Regions from separate parts of the Danio rerio genome. Here region 2 is linked to region 1. The links are chromatin contacts, called in public HiCAR-type maps. All regions are on one chromosome and are shown on one strand. Each heading gives the region's core, a stretch centred on a gene start, on an enhancer-like site or on the middle of the called end of the contact. The rest is flanking DNA. Distances are from core to core; before and after follow the strand shown.

What was found. HiCAR-type assays count read pairs that join an accessible place to other places.
Region 2: a contact with region 1 is called in a HiCAR-type map of caudal fin, with 6 times the contacts expected there. The contact joins the promoter of hadh here to the promoter of tsga10 in region 1. A contact is called at or near these places in 5 of 18 Hi-C or Micro-C datasets (caudal fin, embryo, hematopoietic stem cells and 1 more) and 3 of 4 datasets of contacts at active chromatin or transcription factors (caudal fin, embryo and gastrula embryo).

Annotation. Positions count from the first base shown.
Region 1 is chr1:52,963,019-52,968,164 of GRCz12tu, reverse strand. It overlaps tsga10 (testis specific, 10), which reads right to left and starts at 1,841. Exons shown (of 16, transcript NM_001077289.2): 1 at 1,761-1,841; 2 at 1,239-1,394. The coding sequence starts at 1,841. It also overlaps a transcript of slkb not described here.
Region 2 is chr1:53,230,150-53,234,984 of GRCz12tu, reverse strand. hadh (hydroxyacyl-CoA dehydrogenase) reads left to right here and starts at 1,525. Exons shown (of 8, transcript NM_001003515.1): 1 at 1,525-1,669; 2 at 4,702-4,830. The coding sequence starts at 1,553. It also overlaps a transcript of gstcd not described here.

The sequences.
Region 1 (5,146 bases), core at 592-3,091:
ACTCTTTGTAGACAAAATATAGAGGGGGTGGTATTACTATAATTAATTGACAGAAATGCAATTTAATATGCAGGGCTCATCAATAAGGACTGCCCGATGGCCCAGGGCCAGCGTAAGAGGTCCTCGGGACAGTAGATGGAATCGTTACTGGCCCGATTGGTGCAGTGCTGCCTCGTCACTAAATTTTAATAGACAGCAACATAATCACAATATCAAATTATGAAGCTAAAAGAAAACGTCAGCTTTTAACGTTGTGGAAACATTTAGATGGGTACAACATGATGAAAAAAATGAAGTGATGTTTTACTTACGATTTGCCGTCACTTTTAAGTCAGCCACCTTTTGTTTTGCAATAAAATACCTGCACATTTTCCACACTATATTTTACTGCTAAATATTTTAACATTTTTAAAATATTTAAATTCTAGATTAACAGACAATATTTTGTGACACATTTTTAATATATGTGGCTAAGAAAAAGCAATTACCTTTTTTTTTTGTTGTTGTTTTGGTGTGGCCCGTAAAAATTTTGACAGGGCAAGTAAAAATCTGAGCCACTGGTCCAAACGGGCCAGTAGGAAAAATCCTTAGTGTTAAACCCTGATATGTAATAAATATATGTGAAATATATAGTTTTATAGATTTAATTGTGATTGTAGTACATAATAGTATAAAATATTAAGTTCATATTCAGTAAGACTTTATTTTGATGGTCCCTATTTGCAATTTGTGCATGACTAAAAGTTGCATTGCAACTACATGCCAATTACTTCTCATTTGACTGTCTGCTAAAATCTGTTAATACTGACGTTTAACTGACTATATATAACTTTGCAAGTACATATCAACTTACAATAACCCTAACCCTAAACCGAACCCCAACCTAATAGTCTACTTATAATCTAATGAGAATTAGTTGCCATGTAGATGCAATATAACCAAATGTAACCAATGGATCAAAATAAAGTGATACCAAAATAGTATAAAACATTAAATAAACATTCTTTCATTCCTTTTAGAGAATCAAATCAGATTTAATATTTGCAAATCAAAATCGAACTGGACATCTGATACTATTTCAATTCATATTCAGTACCTCAGTGTCAGTGTCAAGTATGTGAACTTTTTGCTCTGTTTTATAATGTTTGTGTGTGTTTCAAATCCTAAATTTACACATACATTTAATTTAATTTGATTAATAATAATAATTTTTACAATAATAATAATAGTTAATCTACCTGCTGGTAGTGCATTCGGGTCTTGTCACGTTCAGCTGTGAGCACTTTAACATTGGCCTGGGTCTCTGAGAGATGCCGCTCATGTTTGTCCAGCATGTTCTGCAGCTCATCTCTTTCTCGTAACACCCTCATCAGCTCTGAATCAAATGAGCCGCCCTTAAATAAAACAGAAAGTCGACTCAGCATTAAAAGAATAAAGGAGTTAGTATTAAGACAAGGCACTGCAGGAGAATAGGATTATAAAAACGAATAGCTAACGTCCTATTTCCCTAGTTGATATATTACATTCAGAATTGCAAACATCTTTTTTGTATTACAAGTGTTTAAAATGTTTAAATACATACATTTCTGGAACACAAATCTGAAGTCAAGTCAGAATTCATGTTTATTTTTTTTTAATTTTTTTTATTTTAACATATTGGTGGAAATATTTTAATCACTCCACAATTCAGAAAAATATATCAAGAAAACAAATATTTATTTTTTTGCAAATTAAGTTTTAAAAATTTCTGTTCATAGTACTTTAACAGGTGAGTGTCTGACAGGACTGCGGTGAGTCGATGCCCCTTTGACAGGGCTGGTGGAGCGACGAGGCCTCAACATCTCTTACAGTTCCTCCTAAATCAGAATATTGTGAAACAGACATGGAATGAATAAAAATACATCCATACATACAGATGTAAAGAAAATTACAGATACATATGAGACACCTACTTTAAAAGATTAACCTAGCGTTTATAGCATAAAGCAACAGCTACCAGGGTTATCACCACAGGCTCTCTGACCCAGTTTTGACGGTTTCTGCTGCCCCCTGTTGGATCAAAAATGTTACTACAACTTGAAATTTTCAAATTCATATTTTATTTTTCACATACAGTCATGCACATGCAGTGAAATGCTTATACAACTGCCCATGAACTAGATTATAAACAAGAAATAAATTCTGAAATAAAAGAAAAAATTAAATACAGACAGGCTTTAGCTATAGAAAATATAACTATAGAAAATTTGAACAAACTACAAGATATTAAAAATGCTTAGCTATGTAAATATAGAAAACTTTAGCTGTAGATTTACACTATGTACAGTGAAAGAATTGGCATACACTTTTAATATATATCTTCCTGTATATTATTATAGCCAGGGATAGGCAAAAATACATTGAAATGTATTTTAAAATAAAATACCTCAGTTTTACAAGTATCAAAATAAACAACAAAATACAGCAGCAACAAATGTATCAAAATAAAATACTGTATCTTTGTATTTTGAAAATAAAAAATACTTTTACAAGGGAGCATGACATTTCTTCACAAACCTTCCATCAACGGGCATATTTGATCAATCCCTTCACCATTAAACAAACTTTCTCTTTCATTTTAGCATAAATTTTGTCCTGTCTTAAAGATGATCTCTTTATGTAAAAACCATGCAATGTAGATAATAAGTTAGAATATAGTTGATCTCTTCATTGCGTCTTATATCTCTATCAAATACAAATTACAAAATATTCATTCATTCATTTTCTTTTCGGCATAGTCCCTTCACCAATCTGCGGTCGCCACAGCGAAATGAACCGCCAATTTATCCATCATATGTTTTACACAGCGGATGCCCTTCCAGCTGCAACTCATCACTGGGGAAACATCCATACACACTCATTCACACACATAACACTACGGTCAATTTTAGCATACCCAATTTACATGTCTTTGGACTTGTGAAGGTCCATCCAACACAGGGAGAACATGCAAACTCCACAGAGAAATGCCAACTGACCCAGCTGAGGCTCGAACCAGCGACCTTTTTCAAATTTCAAAATACTATTTTGTATTTGAAATACGTATCTGAAATAGACGTATCAGGGATACTGCCTATCCTTTATTATAGCTAACATATTATTTTATCCTATGGACTATGAAGACTCGTTTATACTGTAAATTTGAGATTAAAAAATCATAAATAATATGCCTGATTATATACAATATAATACCTTAAGTAAACAATCTGATGCTGATGTCAAATAACCTATATCACTTTCTCCAATATTCAGACATTTTGTGTAAAAAATTAGGCAAATTGGTGCATATTTAAAATGTTAACATAAGTTTCTAGAAAACTTGCAATAAAATATTTTCAATACAAGCAAAATTAATTAAATAAACTTCAAAAGGCGACAGAGGTTGTCATGGCAACTCAAATACTACGGTTGCACGATATAACAATAAAAATCAGTTATTAACAAGAATATGAGGTCAAACTTATGAAGTATTTTGCTATTTTAGAGAATATTGATAATAACGTCAGTTACAAGGCACAGCCTGCCCTAAATGTGGCTTGCTTCAATGCAATACTAAGCTCGAAAAGTCATTAACACGAAAAAAGTTACATTTAACATAAGCCTGTGAGATAAAAGCTGCAAATGAATTATACAACGCAGAAAACAAAGTATTTTTGTGTAAATTCGATGCTGTTACCTCTTCTAGTGGGTCTGGTAAACGAAAGCAAGCGTGTTAAAGTAAATCTCAACAAGCTCTTTACCCTGAGGGATAAACATCCACGCTGACCAATCACAAGACAGGATGAAACTGTCAGTCAAAGGATCAGAGTAACGACAACCAATCAGAAACCGGTATCTGCCTCCGTTTGCGTCCGTTGCCTTGACTACAAGTTGTAGTCACATTCAGTCATTTAAAGTTTAACGTTTAGATGGAGCAGTGAGGTGAAGCAAGGTAAACAAATAAATAAATGTAGAATTATTAATAAAAACAGAATAAAAATAAAAACGGATTAAAATAAAGTGGCTTTCAAGCAATCAAAAACTTATAGCTGGTATTCAAAACCATACACAATTAGTATTCCGTAAATCAGAATGTGTCCAAAAGTATAAACCTAAGTGTATTAACGTTATATCAAATTTAAAATTCGATTATACAATAATGTAATAATAATTTAGCTTAATTTTATCATAATTGTATTCTTTATTTCTGTAAGAAATACAGAATATCATACACGTCAGTGGAAGGGCATAATAATTGAAGGTTTGTTCCGCTGTGGTGACCCCTGATGAATAAGGGACTAAGCGGAAGAAAAATGAATGAATAAATAATGAATTCAACATCAATTAACAACCCCGGAGCTTGCAAAAGCTGTCTTTGTCTAATGGTCAAATCTGTCTAATTGTTTATATCAGCTGTTGTTAAAGAAGTCAACAACACCACTAATGGAAAATGATTGAAAAGTATTTATTTATTTATTTATTTATTTATTTATTTATCTATTTATTTATTTATTTATTTATTTTATTATTCGCCTTGTAATTCCAAACCTTTTTATTTTAAAAGTTTCTATCAATATTTGGCCTCTTCTACAAAGCCCAATTACAGATTTCAGAGGATTTCTATGTTGTACATTTAGCACCATGGTCACTTTCTTTTGGGAAAGAGACGTGTTCATTTTTAAAAAGACTTTAAAGCCCATTTATTAACAAAAACTGTCAAAAATTCTGATAGAACCTTTTAAATGCAACAATATGGCGATATGATAGATCATTACTGACCATAGATATCTAAAATAAAGCTTTATATTACAGTGTTTCTCAATTGCTTTTCTCAATTCTTCATTTCTCATTTATAAAACAATAAGTTAAGGGGCGATGCATTGACACAGTGGGTAACCTCAAAGCAAAAAGGTCGCTGGTTCGAGCTTTAGCTCGGTCAGTTGGCATTTCTGTGTGGAGTTTGCATGTTCTGCCCATGTTGGCATGGGTTTCCTCCAGGTGCTCTGGTTTCTCCCACAATTCCAAAGACATGCTCTATAGGTGAATTGAGTAAGCTAAATTGGCTACAGTGTATGTGCGTAAATGAGAGTGTATGGGTGTTTCCCAGTGATGAGTTGCAGCTGAAAGG
Region 2 (4,835 bases), core at 276-2,775, 270 kb before region 1:
ATGGTGATTAAAGGTTTTCAGCTCTCCTCAAAATATCTTCTTTTGTGTTAGACAGTAGAAAGAAACTCTAATGTTTATAACCACTTGGTAAAAAGTGAGTACTTCATTTTATTATTTTTGGGGGGTGAACCATTCCTTTAGATCAGAAATGTCACTTTAAAATGCATGCTGTCTCTGTGAAGGTCAATCCCACCAATGGAAAAAAAGGTATTGTGGCTTTAAAGTTATATTTATTGTGAAAAGTCAGAATTGTAAGTTTGCATCACCTAATTCTGACTTTTTTTCTCAGAATTGTGAGATGTATACTCGAAATTGCGAGATATAAATTCAGAATTCTTAATAAAGTCAAAAATTCTGATCAAAAAGTCTCCATAACAGGAAACTCCTTTATATAACTCGCAATTATGACTTTTTATCTCAGAATTCCGACTTTTTCTCACAATTGCATGATAAAGTCATGAAATATAAAATTTCTCAGATTTGTAATATATAACGTCAAAATTCTGAATTTATAACTTGAAATTGCAACATTAAATCTCATAATTCTGACTTTATTTTTCAGAATTTCATCTTTATTTCTCAGAATTAAGTCACAAATTCAGAATTTCAGAAAATCTGAATTACGAGTTTGCTTCAAGCAATAACTCTTTTCAGTGGCGGGAACGAGCTTCCATATAATGCTATTTTCAACTTTTTAGTCTCCACTTTCCTTACTAATATGCAACTACCTCTCTGACTCCTCAACTAATTACAAAAAAAAAAGAAAACTAATGCTTTCCTTCTTAGACTTTACACACCTGAAACTTGCCTGCAGCACTTATTGATTGTTGCTCTTATAGTTGTGTAAATTGCTTCCTTGTCCTCATTTGTAAGTCGCTTTGGATAAAAGCGTCTGTTGAATGACTAAATGTAAATGTAAATGTTTTCCACCTTTGCTTCTCGAGCACGCGCTCTAGCAGAGGATTGTGCACGCGCATCTGTCATCGGATTACTGCGGTTAGGCCAGTCGCCAGTACGGAATGGAATGTCATTCTAGCCGCCAAGATATTTTAGCGGTCGCTCATACACTGCGTATTACGGTAGAGAGCTAAAAACTGAACACAAATACATTTGCTGCCTGCTAACGCATGATTGTCATGATAGATCGGCTTCTATCACCACGATCTAATGATCAAGAATTATGTGAATCTGATATGAAATTATAAGATAAGAGACCCCTTTAAATATTTTTGAACACTGACAAAGTAGTGGCGTCAGTGAGATTTGAAGGGCTTTTATTTTGTAAACACGAATAAAGCAGCCTTACATTTTTTTTAGTTGCATTAATTTATTATTCAGTTCGTTGTGATTAAATTTTTTATCATCAGACCGTGATAGAAGCCGATTTATCATTAAAAAAACATGCGTTAGCAGCAACAGTATTTGTGTTCAGTTAAGTTTTTAGCGCTCTACCGAAATTCGCAGTGTATGAGCGACTACAAAAGTACCTGGGCGGCTAGAATGACAGTTCATTTTGAACTGGCGGCTGGCCTGACGAAGTGAAACACTGGCCATGGCTTTCGTTACTCGGCAGTTCAGCAGAAGCTTCTCATCTTCACAAGCTTTACATCATACTATTAAACATGTCACGGTTATTGGAGGTGGGCTGATGGGCGCTGGTATTGCACAAGTAAGTTATCGTAAACGAAACACGGCAACTGCATTCAGCGGCAGAGATCTAACGTTAGCGAACTGGCTAGCCAGGCTACAAGCTAATGCTATCACTCAATAAGTTCACTTTCTATTAGTTTTATGATGCATGTACAGTATATCCAATGCAATGACAATTATGAATTTATGTCTATGATGTTGTGTAATATGTTGCATATTAAAGATACGTTGACAATGTCTGCAAACTTAACCAAGTGACCTTTCACCCACTTACCCAGCACACATTAAAGGTCCAAGTTCATAAAAACACGGAGTGTAGTAATAATGCATACTGCTTTAAATAAATAGTAAAATAGTTTCATTTACCATAATTCCTGCATCTTTCTATCAGGATTTCTTTCTTGTCCTGAAGGTTTCAATGGCCTGCAGAGTTTGGATCTGATCAAGCTAGCTTCTCTGTGATCTTTCTATTGATCCAAGTCATTGTTTACTCTGCTCAGGTGTGTTTGATACGGGATAACAGCTATACTCTGCAGGAAAGTAAATGCCTTGGGGATACATTTGAACATCCTCTTCTTTATACAGTATGGTTAAAATATAGAGATATAGATGGTTTTTCATTCGCACATTCATTTATTTCTGGACAGTGTAAACTTGTGAAACTATTGTTAACCACGCTACTTTGAGTTTTCGGTCTAAAATCACATGCAAGTATGTCTTCAAAACAACATTGGCACCATTTATTTTACTGTGAATAGTGTTTTACTTTGATAGTCATTGGCTGCTAATGTTTAGGATTTGCAAATAATACTTTTCTGAAATTATACTATTAAGGAGAAAGTCTAAAACCAGCTTTGCACCAATGATTTTAATACTGATTAACAATCTATCTGTTTTTGTACTCGCTGACATCTACCAAATCTGTGCAATGTGAAATGTTTAAAGTTTAGTTTTAATAGCACCAATCTTGATTTTCATTTTATATCTGATTCAGATTTATTATTTATTATTATTATTATTATTATTATTATTAATAATAAAGCAAATGGGCTAGTTCATTTTTTTTAAGCAAGAAAACTGTTTAAAATTAATACAAACAAAGTTGCTTTATCATAAGAAGAACTACCTGGAGTAATTTAATGGATATTTCACCCATAAATGAAAATGGTCATCAATGCCTCACCATTTACCTCTTTGACGCTCTTTCTAAAGCACAAAAGAAGAGGTTTTGAAAAATGGTAAAACCCTGCAACCATTATGCACCTTAACCAGCAAGCATTAATCTGCAACTATGTAAGTCAATGGTGGTTACTGGTGGTTTGCAGCTTTCTTCAAAATATCTTCACTTGTGTTTAACAAGAAAAGCAGCTTGGAACCACTTGAGGGAAGAAATTGAGCAAATAAAAATCATGTTAACCGTGCCTTTAAGTGGAAACCTAAACATTGCCAGCATTTTTCAGGACATTTATGCCAAGTGTTTTTTTTCCACTGGCAATGAACTGAGTGAACGTGCAGAATGGCATCGCTCCCTGACATTAGATTGTGCCTAAAGAAGAACACATTCCCTGCTGGTACACATGATGGCACTGCAGAACTGACTTGCTTGTTGCACAGAAATAGTAGTCAATCAAACATTTTTCCTTGTGTATTAATTTATGACACAAGGTTTTCCACTTCTGTTTAACTTTCTTCACTACTGCACAAAAGAAAGTGTTACAAATGAAATTAAACTCCAGTCTTATTTGATCTGCAATTTCTGTGAGCTCAGCCAAGTTGTTTTGTTCTTAAAGGGTCTTAAAATCGCCCTCTTTTGGTTCAAGTCTACCTCCGAATTTTTTCAAGAAATGCTTAGATGGGCTGAAGCTCTATGAGCAGAGAGAGGAGTGGGCGTGGCTGGTAGAGCAGGGGAAAAGGAGGGGAGTGATCAACTGTTGTCAGCTGGCTCACAAAATGAGACCCAAACCGTGAGGAGATGCACAAGTTCATAGTGTTACAAAGTTAAATGCAAAGAAATAAAAAGTAAGTAATTTAATGTCCTGTTACATTTGTTATTCGTCATTTCATTTACACATAACCACAATTTGTTATTTCATTATAAAGATAATCGTGTTTATATAAACGCTATAAATGAGAGAGTTCTCTCCTCCTCAATCCCCAGGTCTTAATGCAGACACAGTGGATAGCAGTGCAGCAGGTCTCTTGCCCTGTCTATTCCAGCCATTAACCCTGTCAGTAATCTGGAGGATTTTAAACATAGGTGAACACAGCAGCACGGATCTAGGCAATTTGTCTGAATGGTAATGAACAACTAATTAAAGACAAAGTCCGCCATTCTCCAATTCTCGTACAGCTCTCTTGACAAAAATGCTTGCCGCAAACCAACAGCTTTGCTGTATCTACCCTGACAGAATCAAGGGAAAAAACGTGCAACAAACCCAGTGGATCCTGGAAACAAACACATACGTCCCGTGCCATGCAGACACGGTCTCACCCAGTCATTGGGTCACAGCTTGGCAGGTCTGCTTTGCCTTCGGAAATCACGTGCTCTGATGAATAATTAAGCAGCAGCGTCTTCTCATAGGATAAGAAAACTCCGTTATGAATAATGAGACACCGACGCAGATTCGCGCCACCACAATGATTTTGGTCCTGCCCCAAAAATGATTTTAAACCCAGAAGATGAAATTAGCTGACAAAAGCTCCAAATTATTCAGTTTTTCCCGCAATTAAAGCTAACAGGTGCCAACATCGTCTTAAATGATGCTCAACACACACACATCTGGTAAAATCTCAAAAAAAGAACCTTTTAAACTGGTGTTTTATTGGAAATTCAACAGCAAACTAATTTGTAATCCCAAAATAAAGTCTGAGCTTATTTATTTATTTATGAAGAGGCTTTTTTGCCTTGTGTTTTGTACACTCACATGAGCGCTGTTTGTTTAGTCTTGAGACATTAGAAGTTGGTGATAATTGCATGTGTTTATGCATGATAGATTATGCTTTTTTAATTGGTGAAATGTCCATTCAGTGTCTAGTATTTCTTTTTTTCAGGTCGCTGCCTCCACAGGACATTCAGTGGTGTTGGTGGACACTTCTGCAGACATACTGAATAAATCTGCGAAGGGGATTGAGAATAGTCTGAAGAGAGTAGCGAAGAAGAAATTTGCAGAAAAACCAGAGGTTAG